Linked DNA regions of Pan troglodytes: region 1 is linked to region 2. A link is a contact called in public HiChIP or PLAC-seq data. All regions are on one chromosome and are shown on one strand. The core of a region is the stretch at or near the end of the contact, and the rest is flanking DNA. Distances in the headings are between cores, read along the strand shown. Region 1 holds the start of JADE1 (jade family PHD finger 1). Region 2 holds the start of PGRMC2 (progesterone receptor membrane component 2).

What was found. HiChIP or PLAC-seq counts read pairs in DNA pulled down with a chosen protein or histone mark.
Region 1: an H3K4me3 HiChIP or PLAC-seq map of stem cell-derived excitatory neurons shows a contact between it and region 2, with 5 times the contacts expected there. The contact joins the promoter of JADE1 here to the promoter of PGRMC2 in region 2. A contact is called at or near these places in 1 of 7 Hi-C or Micro-C datasets (stem cell-derived neural progenitor cells) and 1 of 1 datasets of contacts at active chromatin or transcription factors (stem cell-derived excitatory neurons).

What each region holds. Positions count from the first base shown.
Region 1 is chr3:129,972,945-129,978,963 of NHGRI_mPanTro3-v2.0_pri, forward strand. It overlaps JADE1 (jade family PHD finger 1), which reads left to right and starts at 2,022. Exons shown (of 11, transcript XM_001158814.6): 1 at 2,022-2,354.
Region 2 is chr3:129,444,601-129,450,863 of NHGRI_mPanTro3-v2.0_pri, forward strand. It overlaps PGRMC2 (progesterone receptor membrane component 2), which reads right to left and starts at 3,793. Exons shown (of 3, transcript XM_517434.6): 1 at 3,335-3,793. The coding sequence starts at 3,752.

The DNA of each region.
Region 1 (6,019 bases), core at 772-3,271, 530 kb after region 2:
CACGCCATTCTCCTGCCTCAGCCTCCCCAGCAACTGGGACTACAGGCGCCCGCCACCACACCCGGCTAATTTTTTGTATTTTTAGTAGAGACGGGGTTTCACCGTGTTAGCCAGGATGGTCTGGATCTCCTGACCTCGTGATCCGCCCGCCTCTGCCTCCCAAAGTGCTGGGATTACAGGCATGAGCCACCGCGCCCGGTCGGCAAAAATTTTCTTAACATGAATGCGTGAAGTAAGCTGTTTGGAGTTTAGAAAAGTTGCAATTTTTGATGGAGAGAAAACCAAGAAGGAGTTGAGTGATGGCCGAGGGAGTGGACAACCTCCTACTGCCAGGGCCTCTACTCCTGAACTGTTATGAGGTTGCCTGATTCCTCTTAACAACCCTTCAGGTTAGGGGCCAGCTGTTAACTTAATTTTATTACCAGGGAAGAAACTGAGGCTCAGATAAAGTTCTTTTATCCCACAGGTACACAAACTGCTAACTGATAGAGCCAGATCCAGCCATGTCTGGCTACAAAGCCTGTGTACTTTAACTTCTACAGAGAGTATGTGCAAGGTGAACCAGTAAAAATAACAATAACTGAAGAGCAATACTAAGAATAGTAATAATGATAGTTAACACAGTGCTTTACATGTGTGATCGCTTTGAACAGGATTAAGTGAACACATGAATAGGACTGGCAGGGAGTCTTTCTACTCTTCATTAGCGAAACAGGAGAGGACATATACAGTACTTAGGATTTCCACTGGCTTACTTTGTTTTCTGAAAAATAACTGAAAGGCTCAATTAGTTTTGTTTTGTCGCATTTATCAGATTATAACGTTCTGGATGTGGGTCTGGATGTGGGTAGTTGGGCTGGTGTGGGATTACATGAAATCAAACCTGATATATTCAGAAAGATTCTTCCGGTGGACACATATGCCTTTTGGGTTCGATATTCAATTTTGTAATTAGTGATCACTGTTCCTATTTATTTATTTATTTTTTTGAGACGGAGTTTCGCTCTTATTGCCCAGGCTGGAGCACAATGGCGCATTATCGGCTCATCACAACCTCCACCTCCCGGGTTCAAGCGATTCTCCTGCCTCAGCCTCCCCAGTAGCTGGGGTTACAGGCATGTACCACCATGCCCGGCTAATTTTGTATTTTTTAGTGGAGACAGGGTTTATCCATGTTGGTCAGGCTGGTCTTGAACTCCCGACCTCAGGTGATCCGCCCACCTAGGCCTCCCAAAGTACTGGGATTACAGGCGTGAGCCACCGCGCCCGGCCTGAATGGGAGTTTTTAATCCGTACTTTTTTCTTATTGAAGTTGAATGCCATATACCCCTCTATTTCCCTAGATGAATCCATGAAAGAAGTATGTTGCCCTCTATATGAAAAAGCAAGCTTGTCTTCTGCAGAAAATCAGTAACCACTCGTTTTTACACATAAATACCCCCAAATGAATCTCCGATGACTGATCTGATACTAGTCTGCAATTCTAGTTTTAGCATTAGGCTCACTCCTCATATTTGGGAGAAGATGTCCAATTCTGTAGTAATGTGTAACATAAAGTGGTGTCAATTTATAAATAATATCTTCTAATGAATTAATGCTCATTTGCAATGATCACTTCCATACAAATTTAGGTAAAGATGTTATTCAGAATTCGATTATCTCTATTTAAAAATGTCATCCTAATGTGCAACTCCCTAAAACTGTTACTACAAACAACTATTTTGCCACTCAGCCTAAAAATAAAACCTTTCACCCAAATGACACATCTTAATAGCCATATTTTAATCTACGTAATTTTAAACTATTCTGAAAGAATCCATTTCTAGATGTCAGACAAGAGTTGAAACTGGGACAGCAGTTTGAAGGGGCTAATTTAAAAACCCACTTCCCTGCTTGGAGACACCTCAAGAATTTCTAGGCTCACAAGGTGGGTGAAGTAAGGAAAGAGACTAAGAGCTGAACAGTGCCGTTCTTTGCGAGCCCCTACTGGCGCAGGCTGAGCCGGCTGCGGCTAGGGCTGCGAAGAGTTAACGAGGGACCGAGCCCCCAGCGCCGCGGGCTCCCCGCATGCTCCCTCCGCCCTCCCGTCCCCACCCTCTCGTTTTGGCAAGGGATTAAAGTGCTCCCCCCTGTGGCAGCAGTGACCCAGAAATGAGTTTGATTCACATAGTCCTTCCTCCATAACAAGCCAAACGCCAGACCGAGAGTGCCTCCGTGCGCGAGTGCCCGGTGTGTGCGCGCCGGCGAGAGCAGGGGCCCGCCCGGCTCCCCGCCCGCCGCGGCCCGAACTCATGCAGCTCCGAGCGAGCGAGCGGCGCCCAGCCCAGCGCCTCGGCCGAACCCCTCCGCAGCAGGTACGCGCGCGGGCCGCGGGGGGCGCGCGGGGTGGGCGCGCCGCGCGTGTGTCCGCGCGTGTCCGCGTGTGGGTCCGTGTGCGCGTCCCGGTCCCGCGGCGGCGACGGCGGCGGCGGCGGCGGCGGCGGCTGCAGGACGAGCCGAGAGGCTCAGCCATATTTGATGGTTTTGTTGCTTTGCTCGGGAGTTCTCGGGAGTAATTTAATGCCGAAGGTCGCTGCCTAGTGGAAATAATATAGTACGTCATTAATATGGCGCCAAAAGATTGGGTTCTCGATATGTAGCGAGGAGGGAGGGAGGCAGCCGCTGAGCGCAGCGTTACTATCCCACCAGTAACTTGGGCATTGCCGGGGCGGGGGCCGGAGGAGGAGGAGAGGATGATTTTTGGATCCTGAGAATTGATCTATGTTGGATCAGTAAGTTTTATTATGATTTTTTTTTTCAAATTTGGGGGGCTGAAGACTTAGAGCTATTTCTTCTTTTGGATTTGCGAAGAACATGCGGTTTTCAGGTGAATCATCAATTAAACGCGTTTAGGAGCAGAAGCCCAGTTTAAGTTGGCTTTAGTTTATAGGTTTTTTTTTTTTTTTTTTTTTTTTTTTTTTTTTTTTAGAAAGCCAAAGTGCATTAGGCTGCATGAAAGTGGAAAGCATAGTAGCAACTTGGTAGACAGATGGCAATGGCAGAACGCAGGTTCGCGTACATATATGAATCCAGTGTGTGTGAGACCGTGTGTGTGGTGGGACTGTATTTGTCCAAACATAGGTGTGCGTAGGTACATCTGTGTGTGGTGGCCGCAGCCCTGGCTCTTGTCACCGCGTCACCACATGTCCAAAATATTCATTGCATCAATTCAAGGGCAGTGAGAGGGGGGTGGGGGTGGGGGTGGAGGGACAGTTTGGCAATTAGATTCTTCCGAACTGGGCTTCCAGTGATCAGATCTTTTACTTACAGCGCGACTGCTTGTAAAGTGTAAAACCCCTTAATCGATGAAATGGGGTAGGAGTTGGCGTTGGTAGAGCAAAGTACCGATTAATCGTGAACTTAAAGGGGATTGCAAATTGCAACCTTTGGCACCATCTGCACATTGTGGGGGTGGGGCCTCTTGGTCTCCTTGCTTCCTTAAATGAACGTGTAGTGTGTACCCCGGGACTGCAAGTTGCAGAGCCCTTCAGTGCACGTGTCTTGTGCCTGTGAGTCTGTGTTTGCGAGTTGGGGGCTGTTGTTCGGTAGCCAGCAGGCTTTCCGGGTTGCTCGGCATTGGCTTGCAAATGCGGGAGAGGGATGGAATGTGGAATGTTGACCGGGGAACCGAATCCTGTCGGAACGGTCCCATTTGCTGGAGAAATTCGATCCCTTCCACCTCCTTCCCGCTCCCCCCCGCCCGCCTTCGGGCAGGAGGCGGGGCTGAGGACGCGGCTGCTGCTCAAAGTGGCGGAGCGCGGCGGCGGGAGGCAGGTGCACGGCACCCGCCAGTGGGGGTGCCTCAACTTCCGCGGGCGTTTAAATAGCAGCCTCTCTCCCCTCCCACCGGTAATAGGTGACCTGGCGGCCGAGGGCGGCGGGGGAGGGAACCGGGGGAGACTCGGGAGCGAGCCTCCGCGGCACGTGGGCAGGTGCTGGGTGGCCCCGGGGCCAACTTTTGTAGCCCGCCTCTGGTGTTTGAGGAGAGGCGGCCCAGTGTGGAAATGGGGGCGGGCGGCGGCCGAGGCGCTGCTTCTCCGCCGCGGCCGGAGCGTCACCTAACGGTCCCAGCTGCGCCGCCCGGGCCGGGGTGGGGGGTTGCGGGGGCGGGGACGCCCGGCCCGCCGCGCCCGCCCCGCACAAAGCCCGCGGCGCGGGGGTGGCCGCCGCGCCCCCGCCCCGGGAACGGCCCGAAGCCCGACGCGGTCCCCGCGCCGGTTCCGGCGGGCGGCCGCAGGCGTTTGTTTGTTGGTTCCGCGCCGCCTTCCTCGCCGGATGGCTTCCTGTGACAGAGGTGATACACAGTTTCCAGAACTGTCTGGGGGCGGGAGCGGGAGCGGGAGCCGAGCCCGCTCGGAGCTCCTCGCCGCCGCTGCCGCTCCCATCTTAAAACCGTTTCTCGCCGGCGCGCCCGCCCCAGCCCGAAGGTGCCGCCCCGGAGGGACTCGGGGAGGGGGACGGCGCGGCCGTTTCCAGCGGCGCAAGTGGCTTCTGGACGCGAGGGAGCGTTTGATTTGCAACTGGGGCCGAGCGGATTGGTGCAGCTGGCGGCGGCGGGGCGGGAGGAGCTGCGGCGGCGAGGGGTGGCCACTTTCAAATGGAGAGGGCGGCGGCGGCGGGGACGCCGCTGCGGAGGGAGCGGGGCTTGGTTGCGCCACGAGAAGGTGTCATCACTGCACCGGGGCTAATTCCGGCGGAGGTGCCGGGAGTTACTTTCCCCTCCTCCCGCGCTGTTGTTTCTGTCGCCTCGGGAGGAGGAGGAGGAGGAGGAGGATTGGGAGAGAGGGAGGGGGCGGCGCCGCGCGGAACCGCGGCCCTGCGCATTCCCCGGCGGGCGGCGGGAGCCGCGCGGAGCGTTCGCCGCTGCGGGGCGGCGGCCGAGCTCCCCCACAACCCCGGGGTGCCCCCCTTGCTGGGATCCTTAGCCTTCTCACGTTCCCTCTCACTCCGCCACCCTCCCACTAGAGCTCCTTATTCTCGAGTCCTCAACCCCGGCTTGGCGCGTCCCGGGTCTCCCCTCGCCCCAGGTTTCCTCCCGCGCCAGGCTCCGCTGGCCCCAGGTTTCCCACCCCAAGCGGGTGGGGGCGGCCGCAGTCCCGGCGCCGGTGAATGCTGAAAGCAAACAAAAAAGCGGGCGATTTAAACATGCCTTCGAAACCCGTTAGGAATGCGTCGTCATCCGGAGACCGTTTAAAAGGAGCTTTAGCTTGCCTTCTAGTAACGAGAGGGCTGGCGCCCTGCCTTACTTCGGCAGGGGCGAGGGGCTGTCGCCCTCTATTTGCCCCGGCCAAGAGGGAATTTACATTTTCTTTTGTAAAATGACAGCTGCAGTGAATGACCTGAGACAGCTACGTTTTTAGGAAAGTAGGAGAGGATCTGAGGTTTCCATTAATGGGAATGCTTAGGGGGTTCTTTCCCAAAGGTTTTTTATTAGCTGAACTATTTTTCCTTTTTATAATACCCGCCATGAAGGCTAGCTCTCTTGCTACTTGTAGCTCAAGGCTAATACCTTTCAAAGCTAATGAACTAGTTTTAAGATAGAGGGAAATTATTTCCCTGAAAGCTGATTTAGGTAGTGACTCCCCAGTGGTTACAGATTTTATAGTAAGTTGCATTTTGATCATATCGCAACTGATCAAGATTTAATCACAGGTGGAGAAAGGTGGAGAAAGGAAGCATTCAATATGTCCATACTTGCATTGAGTCAACACTTTTGATGTAATAATTTGTTGTAGGTGGGCAACATACGTGGGGGGAGTTAAATGGGATGTTTTGTGAGTAACACTCTTAGCAAGTACATGCAACCCAGAATTTTTATTGTCCTTTTATCCCAAAGATCTTAGTCTCATTTACTTACGGTCACTTTTTTTTTTTTTTTTTCCTTGAGACAGAGTCTTTCGCTCTGTCACGCAGCCTGGAGTGCAGTGGCATGATCTTAGCTCACTGCAACCTCCGCCTCCTGGGTTCAAGCGATTCTCCT
Region 2 (6,263 bases), core at 2,543-5,042:
ACCTCAAGTGATCCGCTTGCCTCAGCCTCCCAAAGTGCTGGGATTACACGCGTGAGCCACCGTGCCTGGCCGAAAGGCATGTTTTTTTTGAGGCTTTAAATCCTTGGATTTATGGGAACCAGGGAAGAGTATAAAGAAAAACAACAGTAAGATTCTCTACAAGTTTATCACAGGATGCAGTTTACTAGAAATAGTATAGATAAGCTGTGTGGTAATATCCATCTGGATTTATTAGACATACATGTAATCCAAGCCAATTTACCTAAAATACCTAAACCTCAGACTCCCCACCTGTAGAGCAGGAATACTTACCAACTTCACTGAGGAATTATGGAGATAAAAAAATTAATGGATCTGATATTGTGGGTGCTTAACGAATCTGGTTTTCTTTCTCCTCCTGTATTCAGTTTTTTACATGACCAAACTTTCCTCACCTGCTGGCCAAGTGCCTGATCTGTTACTAAATTTAATATTGGCAAATACAGTTAATGCCAACTGTTTGCCAAAATGTGTATACTCCACCAAATTACACTGTCAATATTTAATTAAGAGCCTGAACTTTAAAAATGTATGACTAAAAATAAACACGTTTAGCATTATGGAAAAATCTCATAAAATTTAATCCTAAAACCATTATTGTGAAATTAGGGTAGATATTGGCTAGGCATAGAAACTAACAATTACTGCTTCTGAATTATTCTGCTACAAAACTGCTTAATTTATGAGGATGAAAATAAAAATTAAAAGCAAAACTGAACTTGTATCTGTTTTATAGCCAGAAATTTGGCTTTAAGATTTTTTGAAAAGTACTACTTATTACATTTTCTATTAATATGCAATATCAACATATTCTAAGCCCATAAAATGATCTGGCTTTCTTTAAGGTTCCTTTCAATAATAAAATATTCAAATATCTGTTAGGTTGTTGATCAACTGTAGAATACTAACTGTATATCACTCTTAGGCTGTTCAACAGAACCTAGGAACTGGCAGAAACTAATCTAAAACTGACTTCTCCATTGTAATCTCAAGAGCCTCCCTCAGTGCACATACCATAAAAAAGCAATCTACCACCTATGACTCTTAATTTTTAATTTTTTTTTATACCGAGTCTCTCTCTGTCGCCCAGGCTGCAGTGCAATGGCGCAATCTCGGCTCACTGCAACCCCCACCTCCCGGGTTCCAGCAACTCTCCCTGCCACCGCCTCCCGAGTAGCTGGGATTACAGGCACCCGCCACCACGTCTAGCTAATTTTCTTGTATTTTTAGTAGAGACGAGGTTTTGTTATATTGGCCAGGCTGGTTTCGAACTCCTGACCTCTGGTGATGCACCCGCCTCGGCCTCCCAAAGCACTGAGATTACAGGCATGAACCACCACGCCTGGCTTTAATTTTTAATTTCTATCACAGAACAAACATTTGCCACTGGAGGCTGCCAAACTGTTTCTATGACTGTCTCTCTTAGCTATTTTCAGATACTGCCAAGGCATAATGTGTGAGGACTAATACGATTCTTTGTACTAATACTTTGTTTTCTTCAGTGGCAGTTCAGACAGGGTACAAAAGCTGATCTTTTAGCTGGGTAAGGTCTATATTAAAAATTTAAACCTGTACAGGATTTCTAATCACTTAACACATTTTAATACCAATGGGTGAAAAGCTTGAACTAGGTATAAAATGCTGTCTAAATCCTTGATTTAAAAAAATTTTACTTCGCTTGGCCTGTTTAAATACTGTACTTTGGCCTTGTTCTCTTGTCCCACGTGTGCTTAAGTAAACAAAAATGTATTAACCATTTCAGTTGATATAAGTAGGCAGACATCTTGTGTTCACATTTATGTAACCAGAAGCAAAAACTTTGTAAGCTATGTATTTACTTGGTTGGATTAAATGTGTATATATACACAGAAGTACAAACAACTAAGAAATAAACTACATAATTCAACACCAAAAATCTCCTATTTCTTATCCCTATTCCAATGAACAAACTACAAACCAAAGCACTTCTAAAATATCTTCCAGCTATCAAGCACTGAAATCAGAAGTATATATTTTTAAGTGTCAATAAATCTTATACACTTACAGATTAAATTAAGGAGAAAACCAGCTTATTTCCAGACTGCCAACCCTATGACTTTAAGGCTTGGATGTACTCTCTCCAATAACAGGTCACTTTAGGTCTCTAATTTAATTATTTATTCTTATTGTAGTTACCACTTTTTTTTAAAGCTTAGTATTAATCAGTGCACAACCAGGATGCACAATGTTGCTCAACTGTATGATATACCAACAGGTTCCATGAGTCTGGGGTTTATTAACATAATCCAAAATGTATGCTACAACCACACTGTAAAAAAAGGGCGTCTAAATCAACTACCCTACACAAAGTTCCCTGAAAACAAAGTTCTCTGAAAACAAAGTTCTAAAAATCTTTAACTTGCATAACTGGCACATGGGGGTATAAATCTACAACTCTTCTAAGTTTTTTCTCCTTAGTTCTGCTAAGTGAAAACACAAGTCATTATCAACGTGTACTTGAAAAGAGAAAAAAAAAGAAAAAAGAAACCAGAGACACGCCTGCTGGGTATAGGAGCTCCACCCCCAAAACTCAGGGTGAATATCATTACCAGTCTTTAATAAGCTCTGCATTCTGGTCTGTTCTCATCCCACATACCTTGTTAATCATGGAAAGCAACTCCGAACTAAAACTGGTTTAAAGAGAGTCCGAGGTGTTGCTTATATGTCTGGACTTCAGAGACTGGAGGGTTGGGACTTTACATGCCCCTAAACGTGGCCTTACGGAGTAATACAGCGAGGGAAAAAAGGAGATCAGTGGCCAAAAAAAAAAAAAAGGGGGCAAGGAAAAGAAAACTGTGAATTACAGAGCCCAAAACTTTAGTTTAGGTCCCAACTTCAGAAATCTCCCTTCCCTGGTGCCCCATCCATCCCAGGAATCAGGAGACTCAAAAAAGGTTAAGGGCCAGCGTTGACCTGTGACAACTAAAACGATTTTGAAAAATCCAGCCAAAGAAACAAACAAACAAAAAGGCTGCGAGGAGAAATGGGATGGAAGAAAGACGAATGCTGAGAGCTGGTCTCTGGGGCGCCACCGGGGACCCTGGTTTCGGGGGAAGAACTGGAGGTGCCCGTAGCTGCGGGGGGACGGTGTGTGTGTAGGGGCGGGACGGGCCGTCCCAGGTGCGGCGGCCGAGGCGCGGGGGTCCCGGCGACGAGAAGGCTGGGCAAACTAACCCGGTGCCCAGAGGCCTCCCCGTCCGAAGGGGGTCGTGCTTCAGCTGCAGGGGGTCCTTCCCCTCCCCTTCCAACTCCTCACCCGGGCCGTAGAACTTGCTGCCTTTGGTCACGTCGAAGACTTTCCCATTGACCGCGAGCAGGATGCGCGGGTTGCGGGAGCCGTCGTACTGGCGCAGCTGCTCCAAGCTGAAGTCCCGCTTCTTCATGCGAGGCAGAGAGGCGGCGGGGCTCTCCTCGCCCGCCCCGGCCCCGGCCCCCAGACCCCGCCGCCCCCAGCGCACCCACAGCCGGTAGGCCCCCAGCAGCATCAGAGCCACCAGCGCCACGTTCAGCAGCATTTCCCCGCCCCCCGTCAGAAGCGCCAACGCCGCCGCCGCCCAGCCTCCCCCTTCCGCTGCCGCTCCCGCGCCGCCTGGACTCTCGCTGCCGCCGTCGTTGCTGCTCTCGCTGCCACTCCCCAGGGTGCCTAGCTTCACGTCCCCATCACCAGCCGCCATCACTGCCCGCCAGCGCCTTCCTCCTCCTCCCCGCCCCCTGCCCTCCCCAACCCCACGGGCGGCCCCGCCCATCTGGGGGCCTCCCAGCCAATAATGTGAGAAGAGGGGGGCGGGGTCAGGCCGGCTCCTGATTGGGTGTTGACGGGGTAACGTTGTCTCGGATCTCCCGCCCCCTCCCTTCTTTCGCTGGCCGCGCACGCGTGCAACGCCCCGCCCACCTCGCCCCACACTTCCCTGCTCTCACTCCAAGCCTCCGCTAGGTTAAGTAGACGAGCCGGGCGGGTCTGAAGAAAAGATGCTACGACGGCCGCGCGGACGCTCATGGGCGGGGCGAGACCACAGCGCGTGCGCGGGCTCCTGAACGCCACGCGCTCGCCTTTCGTCCGTAACCCCTGCGGGAGGCACGCCCCGCCCAGTCTCCAGGCTCTGCGCGTGCGCCCTGGAATCGCTTCCCTTCCTAGGCCTAGGTTCGCGTCCGCAAACTCCCGCCTCCTTGCGCTCCCCCCGCCCGGGAGCTTCACGTGCGCCTTGGCTGCCGCGGGGGCAGGTCCCGGCTGGACGCCTGGCGGAGGACGCGGGCAGGCGGCTTGTGGGAGGCTGGGGCATAGTTGAGTTGCAAGGCGCAAACCGATGAGGGGCGTCTGCTTTTCCCCAGGGCGCCGTCGCTTTTGTCGGGAAACCGGCAGCGTAGGCGCGCAGACCGGGAAGCGGCAAGAAGATTTGGCGACGAGCTGGGGTCTTCCTGGAACGGAGAGAAAGCACGGAACCCGCACCGGGCTTCTCTGGCATCGGCAGTCTACGTGCTCCTCGCGCTGGCACCGAGCAGCCACTCCCCGCTGGGTTTGGCAAAGGCTGCTCTTGTAGAATTTTAAAGGATTTAGAGTCTCATTATTCCTTGAATCATAACTTCTGCGGCCCTAGGGAAGTGGACAGGTTGAGGTGGTCTTTCTATTCGTCATTCACTCTTATTTGCAGGTTCTGTTTCATGTACTTGGACGTCTTTTAGCCTCTCACACCTTGAAATTCTGGTGTGAAAAAGTGACCTCTGAAGTCTCACGCACTCAACTCGTTTGACGAACTCGTTTGACGTGTTCTCTCTTGCCCTTTGTTGTCTGTTGTCTTGAGTCTCATAGAATAGGTTTGAACCTTTCACTGTCGGTTTTGGAGGAGTCACTGAGGATATTGACGGGCCAAGTGACAGGGTCGACAGTCTTGTAGAGAGGTTGTATAGCAACCAGGTGTCTGAAGGATTAGAGGCTGGGGAAAGAGTGGGAAAGCAGTTAGTAGGCTAGGGTATTTGTGCGTGAGGTGAGGAGACTCAGAGCTAGGGGAGACATTAGAGCAGGGGTTGGCAAACATTTTTTGTAAAGGGCCCGATCATATTTTAAGTCTCTGCCTTAACTACTCAGCTCTACCTTGTAACGAGAAAGCAGCCATAGACAATACTTGAATGAGTGTAGCTGTCTTCAGTAAAACTATGGACATTGAATTTTTAATATAATTTCAGGTATGAAATATTCTTTTGATTTTTAAGAAAATCGTTGAAATATGTAAATTTTTTTTTTTTTTAGTTCTGGAGAGGTGCAAAAACAACTTATAAGCCATATTGCTGAGCCCTGCATTAGAGGTACCTGAGGGAGAGCGACACAATTGGTAGTAAATGACCATATACTCTATCCTTCAATATGGAACACTTTTGGAAGTAAAGTAGGGCATTAATAATTATAGCCAGAGACCAGGAGTTATATCAGTTTTATCCCAGGCAAACCTAAAGGAATAGTCACCTTAAGGTTAAGGGTTAGGAGAAGTTAAAATTGCTTTAGGACTTGGTAACAGAAAATGGGAGGTGTCAGTGATGGAAATAGGAAGATAAAGAAGAAACTGGTTTTGAGGAGAAGATAGCTGTAGCAGTCCCAAGAGCCGTATACAGTTGAGACAACATTGATAGGAAGGAAGAAAGCACCCCAGAAGCAGGCCACTCTTTATATCTTATTGACCAGAACTGGGCTATTAGCTGTCCCTAAAGCAGTAACAGACAAGGAGCATGGGACATCCATGATTGCCTAGTGTTTATCTGGCTTTTTTAGTTCTTATTCAGGACTGTGTTGAGCATTGCTGGACATTTACCATCTCTGGTTCCTTCCAACTATGTCAGTACCACACCTCAGGCATTGTGACACCGTAAATCAACCGTTTTTCCCTCCCACCCCCCAGAGGTGTGGTACTGGTTGAGAACCAGTAGCTTAGACCCTCAGGATTTACCTTGGGGCTGAATTAGTGTGTGTAGGTTTCTTATCCAGTTGGTTTGGAGGGAAGAGAGGAATTGGACAGTATTAAAGTTCTACTGTCAAGGAAGTGGGGTGGGGAATGTTGGGTAGCTAACCAACATTGGCTGCCACGTGAAGTAAAAAAGTTTTCCTTTATATCCTTGATAAAATAGTGTCTCGACTTCTTCACACTTGAAGCCTTCCCAAAACCCCAGCTTTTTTGATTCTCATTGTAAGCCCCTTG